Linked DNA regions of Mus musculus: region 1 is linked to region 2. Evidence: chromatin contacts called from public Micro-C data. All regions are on one chromosome and are shown on one strand. Each heading gives the region's core, a stretch centred on a gene start, on an enhancer-like site or on the middle of the called end of the contact. The rest is flanking DNA. Distances are from core to core; before and after follow the strand shown. Region 1 has its middle 28 kb from the start of Gm24221. Region 2 has its middle 20 kb from the start of Gm39957.

Evidence for each region. A called contact is a pair of places that touch in the nucleus more often than the background predicts.
Region 1: a contact with region 2 is called in a Micro-C map of the HL-1 cell line, with 13 times the contacts expected there. The contact joins two enhancer-like sites. A contact is called at or near these places in 2 of 15 datasets of contacts at CTCF or cohesin (the NIH/3T3 cell line and large pre-B cells), 43 of 484 Hi-C or Micro-C datasets (the 3T3-L1 cell line, 3T3-L1-derived adipocytes, the AML12 cell line and 30 more), 2 of 115 datasets of contacts at active chromatin or transcription factors (differentiating embryonic stem cells and extraembryonic endoderm stem cells) and 1 of 9 other capture datasets (embryonic stem cells).

What each region holds. Positions count from the first base shown.
Region 1 is chr2:148,121,246-148,125,266 of GRCm38.p6, reverse strand. No RefSeq gene overlaps it. Among named protein-coding and RNA genes, the nearest start is that of Gm24221, 28 kb to the left of the region's middle. Within about 2 kb of position 2,621, at least 44 of the 459 cell types and tissues checked have an H3K27ac peak or open chromatin away from gene starts, as enhancers often do. A contact at or near this core is called in the HL-1 cell line, the NIH/3T3 cell line, the STO cell line and 2 more, where this site is marked.
Region 2 is chr2:148,370,495-148,373,989 of GRCm38.p6, reverse strand. No RefSeq gene overlaps it. Among named protein-coding and RNA genes, the nearest start is that of Gm39957, 20 kb to the left of the region's middle. Within about 2 kb of position 1,624, at least 29 of the 459 cell types and tissues checked have an H3K27ac peak or open chromatin away from gene starts, as enhancers often do. A contact at or near this core is called in the HL-1 cell line, the NIH/3T3 cell line, the STO cell line and 2 more, where this site is marked.

The DNA.
Region 1 (4,021 bases), core at 1,372-3,871, 250 kb after region 2:
CCGGGGTACTGGTTAGTTCATAATGTTGATCCACCTATAGGGTTGCAGATTCCTTTAGCTCTTTGGGTACTTTCTCTAGCTCCTCCATTGGGAGCCCTGTGATCCATCCATTAGCTGACTGTGAGCATCCACTTCTGTGTTTGCTAGGCCCCGGCATAGTCTCACAAGAGACAGCTACATCTGGGTTGGAACAATAGTTTTAATGAAATGGCCCATGGTACAAATTCATTGGAATGTCCTTCTCTTTTTCCACACCCTGATGTTTTTAATCTAGGTCAAATCAGATTAAAACAGCTAGACATCTCAGGAAGGGCATTGTACAGACAAGACAATTGATTAAACGGTATCTGTTAAAAGATTTGCCGAGTATTTGTAAGTGCTGTAACTGTTCTAGGGACTCAGTGACATCAGTGAACAAAGCAAGGGATGGGCCACAACATACCTACATCCTGGAATTGGAAGCCAGTAAGCAGAATCTAAGATCAGGCCATCATCCCAACAATGAGGTTGTGGGACAGAGAAAAGACAGAGCTGGAGAGAGAGGGTATGGCAGAATTAATTAAAGGATGTGCTGGGATGTTTCCCTGAGAAGATGAGCCATGGCTTAAGGGAAGTGCATGAGCAAGTGTAGAGAAAGAATGTGTAAGCCTGGCATCACAGAGGCCACTGTGGACAAAAGTGGGTAGAAGGGAGAGTCACAGATGCTGACACTGAAGACCCAGATCAGACAGGTTTGAAAGGCATTGCAGGAATTTCTCTTCATTCAGAATTAATCAGAAGCAGGAGAGGCTGTAAGTACTGGCCTGACAGCAAGTGATTAAGATTTTTAAAGAGATCACTTATCCTGATGTCCTATTAATAATAGACTATAGATGGACAGGTATAAAAGCCTGGAAAACTACTCAATTGTGGTGTTTGGAGAAAATAAAAGGAGAGATGAAACTGGTTCTGCTCTTAGCATCCTGGGATGACAAACAATCTGGTCCAGGCAGAGTATGTATGGCATATAAGAGGACAAGCCAAGACCTGAGCTATTAAGATGATGGAGTTCTATCTGGGCAATACAGAGGAGCTGGACCTCATGGTGAAGACATGGGTGAGCCAGCCCTGAGGATATAAGAGAGAGAGAGCTGGCCCAGCTCCTTACTACATGCAGTACTTGGAGAATAGGCCCTGGGTACTTCAACTGGGAAGCAAGGAGGAGCTGGCTCTGGATGCACAGGTGAGATGGCCTTGCCTCCTGATGATGTCTGCTTTGGGTGGGTTAGCCAGAGCAGTGCTGAAGAGCTCACCCTAGTGGTGCACAAAAGGGGAAGCAACGAGATAACTGGGAGGAGACCCAGTGAGAATCCAATATTGATGGTGTGGCAGAAGCCAGAGGCCTTGAACAATGAACATTGGCAAGTGAAGATGTGTGGATAGAACGCTATACTATGGGATGCACTGCAACACACTACAGCTCCCACAATGAGACGTTTTGGTTTGTTTATTGATTGAGTGTTTATTTTCTTCTGGGGAGGGGGGGGGTGAGGTTGCAAGGGCAGAGGGCAGATACAGGGGGAGAGAGATGAGTGAAACTAGCTAGGGTGCATGATGTGAAACTCACAAGGAATCAATAAAAAGTTATGGGGAAAGATGATGGAGTTCACACTAACCAGTGTAGAGAAGGTTCACTAGGTCCAGCCTAAAAAACAAGAATTCTTCATCAGCTATGACCCTGAGACATACTTAAACATCCTAGTCTTATTTTTCTAGAATGATTTACTTTTTTTTTCCCAGAATGATTTTCAAGGCAATCATGAGAGATTAGGAGAGGAGTTGGGCTAAATATATAAACACAGGGTGTAGTCAGGCCTGGTCGCTCCTGCACTTGGGAGGGTGAAGCAGGAGAATGGTTACCAGTCTAAGACAAGCCCGAGCTACATACAGAGTGGGGTCCTGTCTCAAAAACAGAAAGATAATAGCAATAAAAAAGCATGAATGTCTAAGGATATTGATGTTATTTCAAGTCACAAAAGAAGATAGGATTATTTCTTAATGAAAGAAAAGACCAGGGGTGGGGTGGGGTAGAAAAAGAGAGGGACAGCTAAGTTAGAGAGGGTTCATCAATAACCCTGAAGAAACAAGAGTACCACAGTCCCTGCTGTGGCTCATTTGGAAACATTATACCGAGAGCTAATGGAACATATTAGAAACGAGAAGCAGTGACGTGTGCTTGCAATGGGGCCTGCTTTTTCTCCCAGGCTTGTCCCGACTCTGTCTTTTCTCTCCCGGTTGTTAGTGTCATCACACACTCACCCCAGCTTCAGAGGACTCTAAGAAGAGTCAGGGTGATGGCATCTAACCCCTGAACCATGCACAGCGAGGAGACCCGGGGCTTTTGCCTATAGGGACTAAGGGTCTGGAGGAAATCACAGGTTGACAGTTTTCTGTCTTCCTCCAAACAAGCAGCTGCCTAAACCCCAAGGCATTCTCATTAGCACCAGGACAATAGCCAAGGTCGCCTACCACCTTAACAACATCTGGGCTCCACTGCCTGGTCACGTGGATAGGGAAGTGAGCCGCCAACCAGCTATTTCCGCCTTAGTCCTGTCCCGACCCTCCTGATGGCCCCAGTGAAAAGCATCTTGTCTGACCTGAGCTGTGGCTCACCAGCCCAGTGACTAGTGGTCATGTAAGAAGGGTGAGGCCCTGGCAAACAGATCTGCTCGCTCTCTCTCTCTCTCTCTCTCTCTCTCTCTCTCTCTCTCTCTCTCTCTCTCTGTGTGTGTGTGTGTGTGTGTGTGTGTGTGTGTATGTGTGTGTGTGTGTGTGTGTGTGTGTGTGTGTGTGTGTGTGTGTGTGTGTGTGTGTGTGGTCTGACTGGTGTGGCACGGGAAGGATGTGCCCAGTTGCAGACTGAATTTCCAAACGGTGTCTTCTGCTGCCCTCTGCTGCAAATTATGCTTCATTGAAGTTGGCTCTCGGGCGTGATTTCTCGTTTACCTTCTTTAAGGCATTTGGATAGTTTTGTATTAGCATGGATGCACGAGTTGACAATACTTTATACTGAGAATGTCCTTGTGATACCCCCCAGAGTCAGGACTTGTTTTTCCTGTCAGTGCTGGAAAGACTTGTAGCAGTAGTATTATTGATTGATGGGATTTGTAGGAAGCCCTTGTTGATTATCTCAGAGTCTGTGCACACACTGATCCAGAGCACATGAAGATGGAAGTGGTGAGTATGTATTCCCCTAAGCAGGAACATGTGAGTGTCAGTCTGAACTCTGGCTTCTCCAGGGCCTTCCAGCTCTTTGTCCAGTCACAGCTCTGATCATCTGAACACCAAGAGATGGAAGTTTGGGTGCTTGTGGTCTTGTATGAAAGCAGTCGTGACCCCCTAAGGCTATATAAGCAGTTGCTAAAGTGAGCCCCCTAGCCCCATCCTCACCAATCCACCAGGTGGCTTCTATAGACATTCTTTGCCTGGATTTACAGGAACTGCCAAGGGTCTGGCTGTCTGAACTAAATGTCAAGACTCTACCTCTTCACAGTGGTACACAGTAAGTCTGTATGAAACACCTGCCACTGTGGAAGATGAGGGTCAAGACAACATTCAATAAAGATGCCAGCTCCCCCAAACCCCAGGCTCTTGTTCTCATTCTTTGCCAGTTGTGCAACACACAGCTCTCAGACAGCATGGGAATAACTTATTTTAATCACTGTCCCAAATAGGGAAGTGTTCCTCCATCCACAGCACTTGGTAGGGACAATCTGAAGATTGTCTCCTCTTCTTGCCCATGTCTCTTCTGTGCTAGCTTTCCACTGTAGTTAGCACTTATGAAACTCGGTGCACATCTGTCCCTCCTAGGAAGACCATCCATAAAGTTCTTGTCCACTTTATGGTTCAGCAGCAGCACGAAGAGCAATGGTGAGAGAGAAGGGAACATTGCCAAGATGCGACTTGGGTGCTGAACTCTGAAGCCTCCAAAACTGAGAGCACGGATAGTGAAGCAAATGGTGTTTTCCTGACACACAGAAAG
Region 2 (3,495 bases), core at 375-2,874:
CTGTCAGCAGATAGCTGAGCACACAAGACAGAGGGAATGGCACTTCGTATCAGTGATAAAAGCCATTCCTGTCACTAGGAGAGCCAGCACCTTTCCTAACAGCCTCCTTAAGCCTTGTCATCTGTCATCACCTCACTCCCAGCTTCTGCTGACCTTGTCCATGGATTTGGGTTGGAGATGGGGAGGGATCTGAGGAAGGTTGCTGTACATTTATGTCTTAAAATGTTTATCTTGTGGGAATGAAATGGCAGTGTTAGATAAAGCTTTGTTTATGTAGCACAAGCGTGAGAGGCAGACAGCTGGCTTGGGTGGAGATGCTTGCCAGCCTTAGTTTTTCTGCACAGCACTACTCCCTTGACTCAGGAAACTGAGGATCCTCATAGCACATGCTTCAGCATTTTCCTTTGAGAACAAACAAATGGAAAGATTCTTCTAAATCCAAATGTGTGCTACTCCAGCCTTCAAGGATTGCCACATAAAAAAAAAGTCATAGGTCACAAGCAGGGTGACTGCAGTCATGATAGAATTCATCTTCAAGAGCTAAAGGGATCTGCAACCCTATAGGTGGAACAACAATATGAACTAACCAGTACCCCCCCCCCCCCGGAGCTTGTGTCTCTAGCTGCATATGTATCAGAAGATGGCCTAGTAAGCCATCAGTTGAGAGAGGCCCATTGGTCGTGCAAACTTTATATGCCTCAGTACAGGGGAATGCCAGGGCTAAGAAGTGGGAGTGGGTGGGGGAGTTGGTGGGGGAGTGTGTGGGGGACTTTTGGGATAGTATTGGAAATGTAAATGAAATAAATACCTAATAAAAAAATTCATCTTCAATGGGCTTCAGATAGGCACATTTAATTCCCAAGCAGAGAACCCATGAGGGATGGGTTGTGAATGAAGGACATGAAGAGCATTTTCTTTGTTTTTTACTTTCTGTCCCGGCATCTCTTAGAAGACGCCTGCATTGACTTGTCAGTATAAATGTGTCCCAGGTCCCGGATGTATAGTAATGGAAACACAGGACCATCAAATATGGAAGAAAGACTTCAAATTAGGAACGTTTACCAGAAGGTGGTGGAAGTCGCATAGCGCCTTTACTCCAGACATAAACTTTGCAAACACTGTCTTCCCCAGTCTCACCACGACTTTGCAAGATATCATAGGGAGTCATCTCTTCTCTTTCTAGAGAGCTTCAGTACTTGCTGGAAGAATCTTCTAGCTATGCCATTGCAAAGCCTGGTTTTGAGAGGTCCAAGACTTCAATAGTCTAGGGGTCATAGTCCCAAGTTCCCCTAGGCATCAGGCAATGATATAAGTGGGTGACATTTGGCAAGAGAGGGGGGCAATGGCGGTGTGAGGGATTTTAGTCAATGGGAGTTGCTTTCCATCTAAAAGAAGGACTGCTTTTCTGCCCTTTTTGAATGTAGTTTTGTGGTGATGATCTGGCTTCCTTTTGCCAGATCTTCCAATTTTATAAAAATTCTTGCTTGATGACAAATCGTTGGGCAATGCTTTGAAAGTGTTCATGGTAAACAAAACATTTTTTTCCTGGGGGGTAATGCATCTCATGGGATGTATTATATTTGTTTTTCCATCATGTGTCTTTGTAGAAGGGAGGACTGGGCTGGAGCGATGATGAGGGAGGAGCAGCTGTCAATGACCTGTGCCCTGTGTTCTCAGCTCTGTAGAGTCTGGGACAGCTCCCATCCATTTCTTTTAAAGTGAAAAAAAGGTGACAGTGAATCACATTAACCTGGAAGGCTGAAGCTTGGTGCTCCACGCCAGCCCAGCTCCTCCTCCAGCCCAGCTGCCACAAGGGTTCCTCACAGGACACTCACTCTGTCAGCCCATTTTGGGAGTTCATGGCCAAGTTTATGCTTTCCTCAGAGAGGAGTGCAGTTAATATCTAATCTCTGCTGTCCTCAGCCCATCTGTGTTCTGTCACATTTTCCTCGGGAAAGACAGAATGACAGTGTGAAGCCTTAATCTTATCTGCAGCTGTCATCTTTGAATACTTAAACCAGTGTCTTCATTGTTCAAGAGGTCCCAAATGTTGGGTGAGGCCTCCCCAGCCTCTGTCCATCATTCCCAGTGACTTCATCCATCTGCTTCCCCATAGGCAATGAGAGAGGCCTCCTTATAGTTGTCTTTACTGAGAAAGTCTGTCTTACTTTCATACAAGAAACCTCTGATACCCCCTACATATGCCTGAGTGGCCTCACAAAGAGTTGTGTTCAAGGTCACTGTTTCTTCCACAAGCATTGATGCAGTTCCAGCAGACACCAGACACAACCAAACAATATAAACCTCTGTCTTTCAAACCAACCTGTTGGTCACTCCTGCTTGCCCTGTCCTGCCTTGCTTTGAGCCTGTGCCCAACAAGGGTCCATATGGAGGGTGAGGAAGCATGTACTCTTATGGCCATTTCTAGCTGTGTCTGGGAGCTCCTTCTGTCTCAGAAACGAAGCAAAAACAAATAAGGCCAAGGCATCCTGACCATAGAAGAAAGCAGGGCTTAGAAGACCACAGATAGGACTTATCACACCGTGCTTTTTATCTTGTGGAAAACTCTCAGAGGGAGCAAAAAAGGTTTCACCCCATTCTTACTTGACACGACTAAATGTGGATAGGTTATCCAGCTTCTGCTAAAATGGCTCTTGAGAAGGTGTGGGCAGCTGAAGGGATTTATAGCCCACATACTCTGTCTGCTATGCACAAAATCTTATCTTAACCTACTGAAAGTGACATTATTGTGACCCAGAAGCCCTGTTTTTCAGCTAGGTTCTTATGAGCTGTTATCCTTCCTCACTGAGGGCCCCTCCTGACAGACATATCTGATTCTTCTGAGTTCTGTCTCCATCAGCCCCTCACACATAGTTTTTCAGGTCTTGCCACCTTCCAGAGTGTCTGTCTCTCACCTTGGCTCATTGCCAGAGCTCTGAGATATGTAGCCCCCTCACCAGGGGTCATGCTGACATCTTTCATTCTGTCCGACATGTTTCAGACAATAGTTGGTGTCATCTCCAAGGAGTTATAGCTTTTGGAAAATACATACAGACAGTTCTCCTCTCCTGCAGACACACATTCTCTTCTGCCGCAGCCTCCTGTGGTGTGAGAAAATTCGGAGCCTTGGGCAGAATCAATAGAGGGAAACGTCAGCTGAAATACAAGAGTCAATATCTCCAGACCATAGCACTTGACTATGATCAACCAGTGACTCTGATCATTGGTGATAACTAGATAGTATAGATTGAAGAGGAGAGACATATCAAACTGATGTGAACCTAGAAGATTCTGTAGCTTGGAATCTTATGCTGCTGTAAGCTCTGAAGACTCTTCTGGCCACAGGAAATGTCTCCTAAGTCAAGTCATAACTTTTGGTCATCACCATCACAATGTGACCAAAAAAGACCAAATCCCATGACACACTGAAAGACATGGAATTCCTGCCTGGGCTGGGAGGCAAGGACCTTCCCTAATACAGAATCCTCAACTAGG